2 separate regions of the Hordeum vulgare genome follow, and region 2 is linked to region 1. Evidence: chromatin contacts called from public Hi-C data. All regions are on one chromosome and are shown on one strand. The core of a region is the stretch at or near the end of the contact, and the rest is flanking DNA. Distances in the headings are between cores, read along the strand shown. Region 1 has its middle 45 kb from the start of LOC123447372. Region 2 has its middle 57 kb from the start of LOC123447372.

Region 1 (7,691 bases), core at 1,840-4,339:
TCACCATTCAAAACTAATAAATACCATTAGATCCATCATGAAATGTGTTTTTATATTGTATTTATTTGATATCATTGATGTTGCTACTTTTCATCTAAGCGTGATCAAACTTTACAAAGTCTAGCATAAGAGAAGGCAAATATGAGAAGAGGTAAAATCGAAAGGACACGGACGGAGCCAGGATTTAGGCATAGGGGGGCGAGACGATGGTGAAGCCAAAAAAAAATTGTGCCTTTTGACTACTAAAAGTTTTATACCTAGTATACAAAAAATGCAGCAGGAGCATCCCTTAGCTATAGCTAGTAATGGTGAACAATTTCATATAAGTGCCACATATATAGAGAGAAGGTGTAACCGAAATACTCCGAAATTATGAAATGAAATAAAACATTATCGTATATAAGTTTAAGATGTAAGAACTAGAAAAATCTTCATGTAACTAAATGGTAGTATTCAGTGTATCTAAATTAGTTGGGTCAACACTTACATTGTACCTGATGTGGAGCTGGTAGCTACCAATGCGTACACATCCTTAAACACACATGATCAATTAGTTAGTGTTGCATTAGGAGAAAACGATCAAGATTTTCCAAAAACATACCTAGAGCATTAAATCCACCCCATCTTATCCCCTCCACTGCTAGGTCAAAGCAAATCGACTGGTGGTAGCTAGTCACCAGGCACGCAACAAGCATCCCTGATCACCAACGCTACAAATGTCAGGGCGCCCGAGCTTCAGAGTTCTGATTGATTATGTACGCCTATGCCCTCGAACTGCAATGATGGGCCACACCAACCAATTAATTGAAACACAAACATGATTAGATCAAAGGATAGTTGCTAGATCATAGCATCTTCCCTAACCACCATGAATGGATCAGCGATAACGCTTGACCAAACCCTATCATGGTCGTGGGCGGCGGCGACAACAGATCGATTGCGTCAGTACGTGTGTTGTGGATGGTTATCGATATATTGCCTGATGCGTTCACAAACAGCAGACACCCTGGACAACACATGTCATTTGGACTATACGACTTTGGGCTCTTGGGCCAACCTGCAACGTTCAATGCATAAAACAAAGGCCTGTGACTATGCTAATGACGGATAACTTTTTTTTTTTGAATCTGCTAATGTCGGCTTTCTAAGCAAAGATCACATATAAGATTAGTACTAGTCCCCCTTACGGATCCATGGGGGTGGCCGGCCCATAGGGGGGGTCTGGCCCCCGCTCGCCCCCCATTGGCTCTTCCCCTGCGAAAGGAAGTACTAATAAACAAGTATTATAGACGGAATGCTGATAAAGAAGCATTACTCCATTCCCCTCCCTTCAAAGAAAAATGAAAATGGCACATGCAGGACAGGAGAATGACGGGGGATTAGATGATTTAGCCAGACCCACTAAGTTTGTGTTATGCAATGCTCTTTATGTTTATTTTTATTTCACATCTTCGCTTTGTATTAAGTCAAGTTTTAAAGTTTGACCACATTTATATTTCCTCTGTCCCACAATAAAAAAATTATACTAATTTAGTTTTTAATTTGTGAAATTTATTTTGGGACGGAGGGACTAGAAAAATAACACCCTTCGAAATAAATAAATAATATTAGATCCATCATGAAATATGTTTTTATTTTTGTATTTAATTGATATCATAGATGTTGATACTTTTTATCTAAATTTGATCAAAATTTTGTCAGTCTGACCTACGAAAAATAATAGGATGAGAACTATTTTTCTATTCCCGTCCCTCCAAAAGAATGAAGGATCTCGGAACAAAGTAGTGGTAAACAAGGTCTTTTGAGGCAAAGAACTAACAGAGAAGTGTTTCGTCATTCCCCTCCCTCCAAAAAAATGAACATGGCCCGTGCAAAAAAGCATAATCACGGCCCAAAGCACCTGCCCAGCTGAACAATCAACAAAAATGCAGTCAAACCTGGGTCGGCCGAAAGCACCTGCCCAGCGGAATGAGCAGGAAAAATAGCGCCCTTCGAAATAAATAAGTAATATTAGATCCATTATGAAATAATATGTTTTTATTTTGTATTTAATTGATATCGTACATGCTGATACTTTTTATCTAAATTTGAGAACTATTTCTCTATTCCCTTCCCCCCAAAAAAATGAAGGGTCCCGGGACGAAGTATTGGTAAACAAGGTCTTTTTAGGCGAAGTACTAATAGGAAGTGTTTTTTCATTCCCCTCCTTCCTAAAAAAAAGATGGCCCGTGCAAAATAGCATAATCATGACCCAAAGCACCTGCCCAGCAGAACGATCAGCAAAATGTAGTCGAACCCAGGTCGGCCCAAAACACCTGCAAAGCAGAATGACCAGGAAAATACAGCACCCATCGAAATAAATAAACAGTATTAGATCCATCATGAAATATGTTTTTACTTTGTATTTAATTGATAACATAGATGTTGATACTTTTAATCTAAATTTGATCAAAATTTTGTTAGTCTGACCTACAAAAAATAAGAATATGAGAACTATTTCTCTATTCCCCTCCCTCAAAAAATATGAAGCGCCTGGGAACAGAGTACTGGTAAACTAGGTCCTTTTAGACGAAGCACTAATAGAGAAGTGTTTCGTCATGTGAGCTCTTATACGGCGCCTTCAGCACCGGTTAGCCGAACGGCGCCTGCAGGGCTCCTCTTCATGGGCCGGTCCATATAAAATGTGTTGGTCCTTCAAAAATTGACAAAAAAGTTAACAAAACTTTAAAAAAGTTAAGATCCAAAAAAAAGTTCAATGATTTTTGAAATATGCTTACGTATTTTTACAAAGTTAACAGAATTCCAAAAATAATCATTGATTTTCAAAAAAAAGTTCATCGATTATCAAAAAAGTTCATCAATTTTTACAAACAGTTCAGTAAATTTGAAAAAAAATCACGAAATTTGAAATTATGTTCAACGATTTTAAGAAAAGTTCATCAATTTAAAAAAACATCAAATTTTGAAAAAGTTCACCGATTTTCACAAAATTGATCAATTTGGAAAAAAGTTCACGGGCTAAAACTCAGGTAGGATTTTAAAATGGGCCGGCCCATGATGGAGCTCTGCAGGCGCCGGTTAGCAAAATTTGCCTGTACAGTGACAGAATACAATTCTACTACTAGACCACTGGTGCCAAGATAGTAACATCATTAGAAAAGTCTATTTTAAACCTTAAACTTGTAAAGATCGGACGAAATGACCCCAAATCAAAATTCCGATCGATTTCATCCTAAACTCTATAATCCTACTACAAACAGTTTTTTGAAAATACGGTCATTTTTCAAACGGGGATTGTCGACATGGCAAAGGATGACCGTGATTGGGCCGGCCCAGTTCACTGGAGCGCGTGTTGGGCATTATTTTGCTTCAGGTTTTTCGTTTGTTGTTTAATTTTTTAATTTATTTTTGGTTAAATTTTTTGTTTCGTTTTTTGTTCCTATTTATATTTTTATATTTTTTATTTTTTGATATGTATTTGTCCTTGTTTCCAAAAAATGACCATGTTTTCAAAAAACTGTTTGTCTATTTCAAAAAATGACCAGTATTTTTTGATATGTTCAAGTTTTTCAACATGATGTCGCAATTTTAAAAAACCTTCATCTTTCTGAAAAATGTTTGCGCGTCCAATTTTATATATTTTTAAATTTTAAAAATGTCTGTATTTCAAAAACAGTTCAGAAATTGCTAAAAATGTTCTTGCGTTCAAAATATGTTCATGTTCCCAAAGAATGATCGAGTTTCAAAATTTGTTCTGGATTTTTAAAAATTGTCCATAGATGATGCTGAAGTTATGACCTGTTATGTCATTCTGAACTGCGATCGGACCAAACGGCGCCCGTCAGATTTAAGACGGAAAACAGTTCTGTAGTTTAGGAACTAGTTAGCGGGGGCCGCCGACTAAGCCCAAAGCTGCGGCGTGTTTGCAGACGTGGACGCGAGGAGCTGAGACGGTGATCTGGAGACGCCGAGTAGAGATGAATACGGACTGGACGGAGGCGGCGGGACCCTTTCGATCGACCTTCTCTTACCTGGCTGTGCAAAAGTGCCCCGCCTTATGGCAGTATGCAGCGTAACATGAGTCCACGGCAACAACGCTTGTTGCATCCGGCGGCGAAAATGTTCTTCTAGACAAGATGCATCCAGGACCGGTCCTGAGTTTTTGGGGGGCCGGGACAAAACTAGAACTCGGGGCCTCATAATATATCATCATGGCAAATATAATCAATATCTCTACTTGCATAAAAGTTTTTGTTTATTATTACGGTGTGTCTGTCATTTTTGACTATGTGGTCTAGATCTAACAATTGCGAGGTAGGTTGTGGTATTGCAAAAAGACTCTTGCTACTCTCTTCCGCATTTGTACAAAATACGTATTCCCTCCAAACCAGCCACAACCCATCCCCACATCATCCAAACAAATAAGAGAAATATACTTTACGTGAAACCTAACATGTTTTTAGTTGAAATTATATATCAAAAATAGGGTTATTTTTATCCAAGTTTATGTACACGTACACTTTAGTAGTATATGTATATATATTTCAACATTTAATGCATCCTAAACTAATATGCATATGAAATAGTTGATGCAAAAGCTTTGCGTCGTATATGCAAAGGTAAATAACTTAATAATTAGTTACTAATAGAGAATAATAATATCTATACCTCGCATGGCGGCTCATCGATGATCCGATGTGGACTCATAACATGATGTACGTATGTGCCACTAGTGGAAAACGGGCCTTTGGCCTGGACCCTTTAGTCCCGGCCTCCCTATGGGCCGGGACTAAAGGCCCGGCCACGTTGCCCCAAATCGTAATGCCGCCCACGAGGCTTTGGTCCCGGACCGCAAGGAGCCTTTAGTCCCGGTTTGTGTCTCAAACCGGGACTAAAGGGCTACGCGGTGTGCAGCCCGCATGTGCGCCACCTTTAGTCCCGGTTTGTGTCTCAAACCGGGACTAAAGTCCTATGCCTATATATAGCACAGCCCCCCTCTCCCCTCTTCCTTGCATTTTTCTTGGATGGAAGAGTGTGGGTGTATGCTAGCTCTCCATTTTTTTATGCACTAGAGGTGTTTGTTGAAATGTGTGTTAGAGCGATGCCGCTTCAGTTCACCGAACACAACTACGATATGAGATGCCCGAGCCACGCTTAAACCTCTTCCTCTTTTATTTCTACTTATTCTAAAAGGTTAGCAACTATATTTCCTCGTTTAGACCGTGCGGTACTAATTTTTAGGATCGTGATTGTATTTGATATACTGTCATATAACGCAGATGAGCCATCCATGGATGTACGATGATCGACGCACAACCGCTTACAGAGAAGGCGTGCATTCTTTTCAAGATGCAACCGATGCGAACAAGCATGGTGGTGGCTATATGTTTTGTCCATGTGTTGAATGTCGGAATGAGAAGGATTACACTTCCTCAAGAGTCGTTCGGAGCCACCTGCTTCGGTCCGGTTTTATGTCGGGCTATAATGTTTGGACCAAGCACGAAGAAAGAGGGGTTATGATGGAAGACGACGATGAAGAAGAAGAGAACGATGATGACAACTACCGATCTATGTTCCCTGAGTATGCTGATACCGCAATGGAAGACAATGAAGAAGAAGATCAGGATGAAGAACGGGAACCAGATGAGCCCGCTGATGATCTTGGCCGGGTCATTTCTGATGCACGGCGAGGTTGCGACACAGAAAAGGAGAGATTGCAGTTCGAGCAGATGTTACAGGACCACAACAAATTGTTGTACCCAACTTGTGAAGATGGCCAGAAGAAGCTGGGTAGCACACTGGAATTGCTGAAGTGGAAGGCAGAGACCGGTGTGACTGACTCGTCATTCAAAAAGTTGCTGGTACTGATGAAGAAGATGCTTCCAAGAAAGAACGAATTCCCCACCAGCACGTACGAAGCAAAGAAGCTTGTCTGCCCTCTAGGATTAGACGTGCAGAAGATACATGCATGCCCTAATGACTGCATCCTCTACCGCGGTGAGAAGTACGAGAATATGGATAAATGCCCGGTATGCACTGCATTGCGGTATAAGATCAGAAAAGATGACCCTGTTGATATTGAGGGAGAGCCACCCAGGAAGAGGGTTCCTGCCAAGGTGATGTGGTATGCTCCTATAATACCACTGTTGAAACGTTTGTTCAGAAATAAAGATCATGCGAAGTTGTTGCGATGGCACATGGAAGATCGTATGAAAGACGATAAGTTGACGCACACCGCTGATGGTCGGCAGTGGAGAAAAATCGAGAGAGAGTTCCCGAGATTTGCAGCTGACGCAAGGAACTTATGGTTAGGTCTGAGTACAGATGGCATGAATCCTTTTGGGAAGCAGAGTTGCAGTCACAGCACCTGGCCCGTTACTCTATGTATCTACAACCTTCCTCCTTGGTTGTGCATGAAGCGGAAGTTCATTATGATGCCAGTGCTTATCCAAGGTCCAAAGCAACCCGGCAACGATATAGATGTGTACCTAAGGCCATTAATTGATGAACTTTTACAGCTGTGGGCCGAACCAGGTGTATGTGTGTGGGACGAGCACAAACAAGAGGAATTTGACCTTCGAGCGTTGCTTTTCGTAACCATCAATGATTGGCCTGCTCTTAGTAACATTTCAGGACAGTCAAACAAGGGATACAATGCATGCACGCACTGTTTGGATGAGACAGAAAGTATATATCTGGATAAATGTAGGAAGAATGTGTACCCGTACAATCGTTGTTTTCTTTCGCCCAAGCATCCCTTAAAGAAAAAAGGCAAGCATTTCAATGGCAAGGCAGAACCCCGGGGGAAGCCTGTCATCCGTACTGGTGCTGAAGTATTTGATATGGTCAAAGATTTAAAAGTAATCTTTGGAAAGGTTCCTGGCAGCGAACATGTTCCTAACGGCCCTGATAAGCGCGTACCCATGTGGAAGAAGAAATCTATATTTTGGGAGCTACCCTACTGGGAAGTCCATGAGGTCCGCTGAGCAATCGACGTGATGCACCTGACGAAGAATCTCTGCGTGAATATTCTAGGCTTCCTGGGCTTGTATGGGAAGTCAAAAGATACACCGGAAGCACGGGAGGACCAGGAACGTCATAAAGGAAGAGATGGCATGCATCCAGGATAGTTTCAAGGGCGTGCCAGCTACGCTCTTACTAAGGAAGAGAAGGAAATCTTCTTTGAAGTCCTTTTCAGTATCAAGGTCCCGACTGGCTTCTCGTCGAATATAAAGGGAATCGTAAATATGAAAGACAAAAAATTCCAAAACCTAAAGTCGCATGACTGCCACGTGCTTATGACACAATTGCTTCCAGTTGCATTGAGGGGAATTCTACCGGAAAATGTTCGCCTGGCAATTGTGAAGGTATGTGCATTCCTCAATGCAATTTCTCAGAAGGTAATCAATCGAGAAAGTCTATCAGGGTTACAGATTGATGTGGTCCAATGTATGGTCAGCTTTGAGTTGTTGTTCCCGCCATCCTTCTTCAATATAATGACACACCTCCTAGTTCACCTAGTCGAAGAGATTAGAATTCTCGGTCCTGTGTTTCTACACAATATGTTCCCCTTCGAGAGGTTCATGGGAGTCTTAAATAAATATGTTCGTAACCGTGCTAGGCCAGAAGGAAGCATCTCCAAGGGCTGTGGAACAGAGGAGGTCATTGAGTTTTGTGTGGACTTTCTTCCT
Region 2 (7,691 bases), core at 2,527-5,026, 100 kb before region 1:
TTCCAGAGTTTCAAAAGATGTCCCAGTTTCATAAATTGTTGACAAGTTTCAAAAAATGTTGGTGCTTCTAAATTTTGTTCAGGAGTTTCAAAATATGTCTGATTCTCCAAATTTTGTTTTGAAATTTGGAAAAATATCCCCATTTTCAAGAAATCTTCATGATTTTCAAGAAAATGTATAGCTTTTTTTAAAATTTGTTCAGCTATTTCGAAAGTGTGCACGCCGCTTATGCAGTTCTGTTCGAAAATTAAAACAAAATATAAAATTTTAAAAAATGTTCTTGTTTGAAATTTATCTTATCTAATTTCACAAAATGTTCGCATTTTAACTTTTTGTTCGTGTATTCAAAAGAATCTTCGTGATTTCATTTAATGTTATCATTTGGTTCCTTATTAGAAATAATGTTTTGAGATTCCCAAGACTATTGACGATTTCACAAAATGTTAATGTTTGAAATATTTTGTTCACAAATTTGTGAATGTTTAGGTATCCAAAAATTGTTCACTATTCTCCAATATGTTCAAAGCTTCAAATTTTGTTCCTATGTAAATGTGCTCCAATTTTGTTCCAAAGTAATTTTCCTTCAAAATATAATAAATATGCTTCAATATTTTAGAATTTATTCCAAATTAAACATATGAACATGACAAATTTTGTTCTTATTTTTCGAATATATTCACATTTTTCTCAAAATTTGTTTGATATTCCAAATTTTGTCGGTTTTTTCAGAAAATATTTTGGAATTCCAATATTTCTTCACATTTCTGAAAATAATATTATTTTTTGAATAGCTAGTGCGGGAGAATCCGAAAATAAATAGCTGGAAGTAGGTACCAAACTCGTCATTGGCAGATTAAAAATTTCGAACAGTTTTTGAAAACAAGTGGAAAATATTTGGAGTTCTAATGTTTTTTTAATTTTTGCTTGGAAATCCAACACCCACTCATTATGATCGAGGTGCTCTAACCAGTAGGTCATCGCCCTTCTAGTTTGCTAACTTATTTTGCTCCAGCCTTTTATTTTTCTTTTGGTTCACGAAAGCTGGCTTTTCTCAGTTTGTGGCGTCAGTTTATGGACCGTTTTATTCATTGCTGTTTTTTTTCATTTTTTTAGAGCCACTAAGAGCTCCCCAAATCGCACTAGCTAGCTTCGGTGCATTGGAGTGGGCCGGGCCAGTCGCGGTGCCCCTGTGCGTCGAGGAGAAATTGGTCTTTTGCCTCAATTTACTTCTCAATTTGATAATTTGCCCCTTCCCCTGACACTGTCGGGTGGGGCCGGGGTCACTGGTCATTGAGATAACACTGGATCAAATCATCCAATCATTTATAAAGTGTGGCAAATCATCCAATCCCCCGTGCGTCGGGCAAGTATTTTTGTCGCGCTAGCTAGCATCGGTGCCTTGGAGTGGCTCAGCCCAGTCGTAGTGCCTCATGTGCGTCGTTGTATTATTTTACGCCGCATGCCTCAGATACTAGATCCCGTTTTACCTATGGGTACATATTTTCAGTCGGTTTTCTATTTGTGGTATAAAGTCGATTGTTTTTAACTTTTATAAAATTTCCACCAGTTTTTAAAACTGATGGACATCTCCATAATTATTAATCTGTTTGTAATTCATAAATATATATCCGTACTAATATGATGAAAATTCGTGGATACCTATTAATATTCATGGATATTATTTCAAAACAGTGAAAAGAATTGATTCATGAAGTGCTTTCAATAATTTCTAAAAAACAGAATGTCGTATTTTTCCCTAGCGAGAATCATCCATTATTTCCAACTGGTTATATGGGGTCCTCCTATTCAGCGACCTACGTGCCAGGAATCGAGCGAAAATCCCCTCTCCCATGCGCGTCTTCTGGACTGGCCCATGTGGTGTGTGAGGTGCCCCTATTATTTTTAAAATTTTGCAAAAGTGCAGACTTCCGAAAAATGCTCATGAATTCAAAAAAGTTATTGAATTCAAAAAATGTGCGCAATTCCAGAAGGCTATAATGAACGTTTTTTATGAAATATATATGAATGCAAAAAAAAGAATGCAATGAACACAATTTGAAATCGATGAACATATTTTCAAAATCAATGATTGTTTTTAATTTGAGAACATTCTATTAATTTCATGAACAAGTTTTGAATTTGAATTGACGTTTTCCAAATACACTGAACAAAAATATGAATCCTATGAACAATTTTTGAATTATTGAATATGTTTTTCACACTGACGAACATTTATTGGAATAAATGAAAAATTGATTTTACCGAATTTGAAAATAATATTCGCATAAAAGTAAAAAAGTAAAGAAGAGAAAAGAAATAAAGGAAAAAATTAAAATAAAGAAAAAACGAAAGGAAAAAAGGAAAATGACCTGCCCATACAAACGCTAGCAAACTGCACGAAGTATAGGATCCTCGTGGTTCGAAGGTATGAAGAGAGAGCAACTAATTAGGCAACACTCGTCGGAGCCTTCTCAAAACTCACCTGGGGTGGGCTCGTTATTCGGAGGTGTGAAGAAATGAATCTAAAAAAGAAAACTCTGAAGTTGTGATAAACGGCAAACATGCAAGGCGCCATTTATCTCAACCTAAGATTAATGAACTTTGGATGGAGTACTCTTCAGCTAACAATTTCGGTGTGAAGATAAAAAAAATGAGTTGCGGACAAGAAGTTGTTGTGGCCGCTATTCGGCCTGGTCTTGCCGCAGGACTTTGCTGCTATTCTATGCAATGAGCAAAAGATTAGGAGTACTGATAACAGATCAGGACATGAGGGCAAATTCTATCTTCCGTGACTGCGTTATATTGGCGCCAAACGCACACAGACGATCGTGCTGGAGAGGAAATGTGTTGGGCCATTTTTTCGAAATCTACTAAAAGGTTCCAACCCAGTTTTGGGAACCTTCTGGAAGGTTCTTGGATCAATTTCCTTCTTCTTATTTTTTCTTTTTTTTCTTTCCTCATTTTATTATTTTTTAAAAATTCAAACTGTTTGCAAATTTGTTTTTTTTTTTGCATTCTCCGACAATGTTTGCAAATTTGATTTACTTTATTAAGTTTTTTTTTAAATATCAGAATTTGAGAAAAAGTTGGCACCTTCAACATATGTTAAAAAATTTATTATTATTATTTTAAAAAAAATATTTAAAAAACTTGATTTGTTTTTTCTTGCTAAAATATTCCTTTTTTAGAACTTCACTATTTAAAATATTACATGATATAGTACTCGATACACTACAATAGACGGTGTTCCTACTGTTCGTGTTTCAATAGTGTTTGATATCCGCTTCTTATCGAGCGATGATGTAAATCGCTTGTTGCGAGCGATATCGTCTAGATCATCTACATGGTAATTGACTTTCCATTCGATCGAAGTGTATTAGCGGGTAAGCTCTTTAGAGACGTTGATTCATTTTTTGTGACATTCCAGATGATTGTTTTTCTTTTGATTGTGATTTCTCAGCTTATTTTTCTAGTTGGTTAATTAGTTTTTATTCTCTAGTTTTTTTCCTTGTCCTTTTCATTTTTCTTTCATCTCGTTTTCATTCCATTATTTTCTAAAATCAAAAATAATTTCAAAAAATTGTGAATATTTGAAATTCATGATTCTTTTTAAAGCTTACAAATATGTGTGCATGTCGTATACCTAGTTGCCACCAGACTGAGCAAGTGTTAGTTTCCTTAGGTCACCGACTGATCGGGGTGCTCCTGATTGGCGCTTCAGGCGCCAGCTAAGGGAGTTGGCACTCACAGCCGCCGATTGATGGACCGGCCCAAGTAGCACTCACTTGACTCGCCCCCCCTGATCGCTTGCTTGCTCGCTCGTGGGCTGTTCTGTACGGTCGTGCGTGGTTGACCAGTTGACTAGTGAATCGTTGACTTTAATAATAATAATAATAATAATCTGCATTTTAAAAAAGTTCATGAATATTGAAAAAGTTCAACTACTTTATGTAAAGTCAACCGAATTCAAAAAAGTTATTGTTCTTAAAAAATATCCATCAAATTTTAAAAACGTTCACTGATTTTGAAAAAAACTTCATCAAATTTCATAAAAGTTAATTATTTTTGAAAAAAGTTCATCAAATATGACAAAAGTTCACTTATTTTGAAAAATATTCATCAAATCTAATAGAAGTTCAACATTTTTTAAAAAGTTCATTGATTTTTTTAAAATTTTGAAAAAAAAGTCCATCGGTTTTTTTAGAAAAAATATTGAATTTGATAAAAAAACTTCATCAAAGTTTGAAAATCATACATTTAAAAAATCATCATAATTTATAAAAAAATAGTTCATCATAATTAAAAAAGTTCACCAAATATTTTTTTAAAACCATGCAAATAAAAACAAAGACAAAAAAAGAAAAAGGTAAAAAGGTGAAAAAGGAAAAACGTAAGAGGAAAGAAGAAAGAGAGGAAGAAGTAGTACTTGGGCAGCTGATGTGGGACGGTGGAGTCGTTAGTCTATCACACTACTTACCTAGAGGTCGCAGGATTGAATAGCAACAAAGGCAGGGTTTTCTTTTTGTTTTACAAAGCAATGTGTCGATGGACCTGGCCATGCACTCTATTATGTGTGTGATGCAGTCATTTGTTCTCTCACAAGGCTATGTCTCGTCCGTCCCGATTCCTGTTAGGAATCGCATACAGTCAAATTTTTTTTTACAGGCAATAATGAGAGTTTATTCAAACAAAAGCATTCGTTGAATCGTGAGCCAACAAACTGCTCACCAGGAAGCTAGGGGTCACTTCCAGCCAGCTTTGTGTCACATTCAATGTGCAAGGGCGCTTAGTACAAAGATAGGCCGGATAGTTAGCTGACCGGATTACATGGCGGATATCAAAACATAAAAAGTTATTAGCTAGCTCTCCTATTTCATAAAAATAGGGGTGTCACAACCGAAAGGGAGTTGTGACGATTTTTTCTAGAGTTCCGAAACCTCCACACAGTTTGTCTTGATGATCATCTCCTGAAAACCCGTGAGGCCTTGTTTGACAGGAAGGGGTTGGGGAGGTTTGTGGAGGGGGGATTTCAGAGGATTGGGTGAATCCCTTCCTTCCAACCAATCCTCTCAAATCCCCTCAATCACCAAACCCCTCACATACCCTTACTATTTGGTACACAGGGATTCATACAAAGGTTTGCAAAATTAATATACTATAATTAAAAATGTATTTTTTACAACTTCAAAATCTCACAGAAGAAATATACTTAGAACAAAGGTTCAACTAAATTACGCAAAACAACAAGCAAGCTCATATAATCTGTTTGAAGTACTATCAACGGTTCAAATGAAAATGCATATAATCTGTTTCAACTACTATCAACGGTTCAAATGAAAATGAAAAACATGACACAAGCCACGGTCCAAATGAAAAACACGACACAAGCCACGGTCCAAATGAGAAATACAAGATGTTCGATCAACGAAAGTGAACGGTTCATCACAACATGAACACATGTTTGATCGGCAAATGACGCGTGACATGTTTGCGGGCGACAAGGTTTGAAGGAGACTTGTGGCAGCAAAGCATGGTCGCCCGTCTTCCGCAAGATCATATCCCTATAATAAAATAGATGAATTGGTCCAAGGGTTAGATGTACTTAATGTTGTTGCGAGCATTAGATGGCTCTTTTTGAATTAAAATGTAAAACCAGACAGATTCCAGAACAGAAGAAAGGTGTCAAACTCAGTTCACACTTGTTGTATTATTAATACCTAGTGTTTTGTGCTACCTCTGATACGTTTTAAAACTACGAAAATCAGTGGCTAAAATTAGAAACGTTTGACCAGCACTAGCTACTAGGTACTGTTGTCGACTATCCTAGTATGGGCTAAAATTAGAATAAGCATGCAAGAAATAAGAAATACATTTGACGGTTTACTTGACTTGAAGCAAGTTTATCATAAAGACATGATAGGAAATCATAATAGCAGAGTATGTTTCAGTCTTGGTGTCACATACCGAAAGAAAACTGAGGATTGACTTGAAGCAAGTTTTTCATATATTCTATCTCTGTAGATATGTGATACTGCTGGACTAAGAATGTTTCAACCTTGGTGTCACATAACAGCAGAGTATGTTTGTTTTCTGTCTCACGGCCTACAAATCCAACTTGTGTGGGATATCCTAATTGTGAAATACGTACACTTCGTACACTTCAATCAGGACATATGTTATTTCAGAGAGATTACAAATACTTGAGCTGAACATACAAACAATGCCCACAAGTAACAAACCAAGGCAACAATAACCATACAAGAACTTAGCAGCTTTTAAAATAACAAAATCAGGGTGGTGCACATCTATACATCCGCATCATGTTGCTGTTGAGCGAGAAGCCCAGCTAAGCTCAAGCGTTAAACCAACCGCACCACCATAAAAAATCCAGTAGTCATATGAAGGAGGACGTTGCATGGAAAACACAAATTTTCTTACACATACGAAAGCCTATTATGGTGATGATCATCTACGAGAAGGAGATCGGATCCACATACCCTTGTAGATCGCTAAGCGGGGAACGTTAAAAACACGGTTTATGTAGTGGAACGTCTTTGCGATCCAAATCGCCGCCATCCCACGATCCGTCCCGATCTAGGGCCGAACGGATGGCACCTCCACGTTCAGCACACGTACAGCTCGATGACGATCTCCGCCTTCTTGATCCAGCAAGAGAGACAAAGAGGTAGCTGAATTCTCCGGTAGCACGACGGCGTGGCGGTGATGATGGTGGAGCTACTCCGGCAGGGCTTTGCCGTGCCGTACTGATCTAGCTACGAGGTGTCACGAAGTAGTGGAGGGAGAGAGGGCCCCTAAAACCCTCCACTATATATAGGAGGAACCAAGGGGTGGTTGGCTTGCCTCCTACTCCAAGGAGGAGCCTTCGGCCGAGGCAAGGAGGGAGGAGTCCTCCTCCAATTCGGTTTGGTGGAGCACTCCTTCCTATCTTTTCCACCTCCTTCTTTTTTTCTTTTTTCCTTCTTTATTATTGCTTTGGCCGAAATAGCCTTATTGGGCTGGCCTCACCAGCCCACTAAGGGCTGGTGCGCAACCCATGTGCCTATTTGGTTCTCTCCCGGGTAGGTGGCACCTCCTGGTAAAACCCCGGAACCCATTCGTCACTCCTCGTACTTTACCGATAATGTCCGAAATCTTTCCGGAAGCCAAATGCAACAATCCTATATATCAATCTTCGTTTCCGGACCATTCTCGATATACTCGTGACGTCCGGGATCTCATTCGGGACTCCGAACAACATTCGGTTACCAACATCAATAATTCAACTATACCGAAAACGTCACCGAACCTTAAGTGTGCAGATCCTGCGGGTTCGAGAACTATGTAGACATGACTCTAACATGTGGTGAAAGTTAACCTCGAAAAATGCATTAGGCCGTATATATATATATATATATATATATATATATATATATATATATATATATGCATAGAGGGAGTATACAAGGTCTTGCATTGTCATATGAGCATTTGTCGTTCTCCTATGCATATGAATGCATCTTTTTGTTTCTCATCTTCATTTGTAAGCTTTTCAAACTTTCGAAATCTTTATGGGCCAACATGAGAACAAGCTATTCACATTGATCCATTGTTGGATGATTTAGTAGTCCCTAAGTTTAAGAAGCAGGTGGGGGCTTCATCGGTGGCCGAATCAAGTGAAGGTGATAAGCGAC

What was found. Hi-C and Micro-C count contacts between places; a contact is called where the count stands out from the background.
Region 2: a Hi-C map of seedling shows a contact between it and region 1, with 2.5 times the contacts expected there. The contact joins two enhancer-like sites. A contact is called at or near these places in 2 of 6 Hi-C or Micro-C datasets (leaf and seedling).

What each region holds. Positions count from the first base shown.
Region 1 is chr4H:591,761,884-591,769,574 of MorexV3_pseudomolecules_assembly, reverse strand. No RefSeq gene overlaps it. Among protein-coding and RNA genes, the nearest start is that of LOC123447372, 45 kb to the left of the region's middle. Within about 2 kb of position 3,089, at least 3 of the 3 cell types and tissues checked have open chromatin away from gene starts, as enhancers often do. A contact at or near this core is called in leaf and seedling, where this site is marked.
Region 2 is chr4H:591,863,351-591,871,041 of MorexV3_pseudomolecules_assembly, reverse strand. No RefSeq gene overlaps it. Among protein-coding and RNA genes, the nearest start is that of LOC123447372, 57 kb to the right of the region's middle. Within about 2 kb of position 3,776, at least 3 of the 3 cell types and tissues checked have open chromatin away from gene starts, as enhancers often do. A contact at or near this core is called in leaf and seedling, where this site is marked.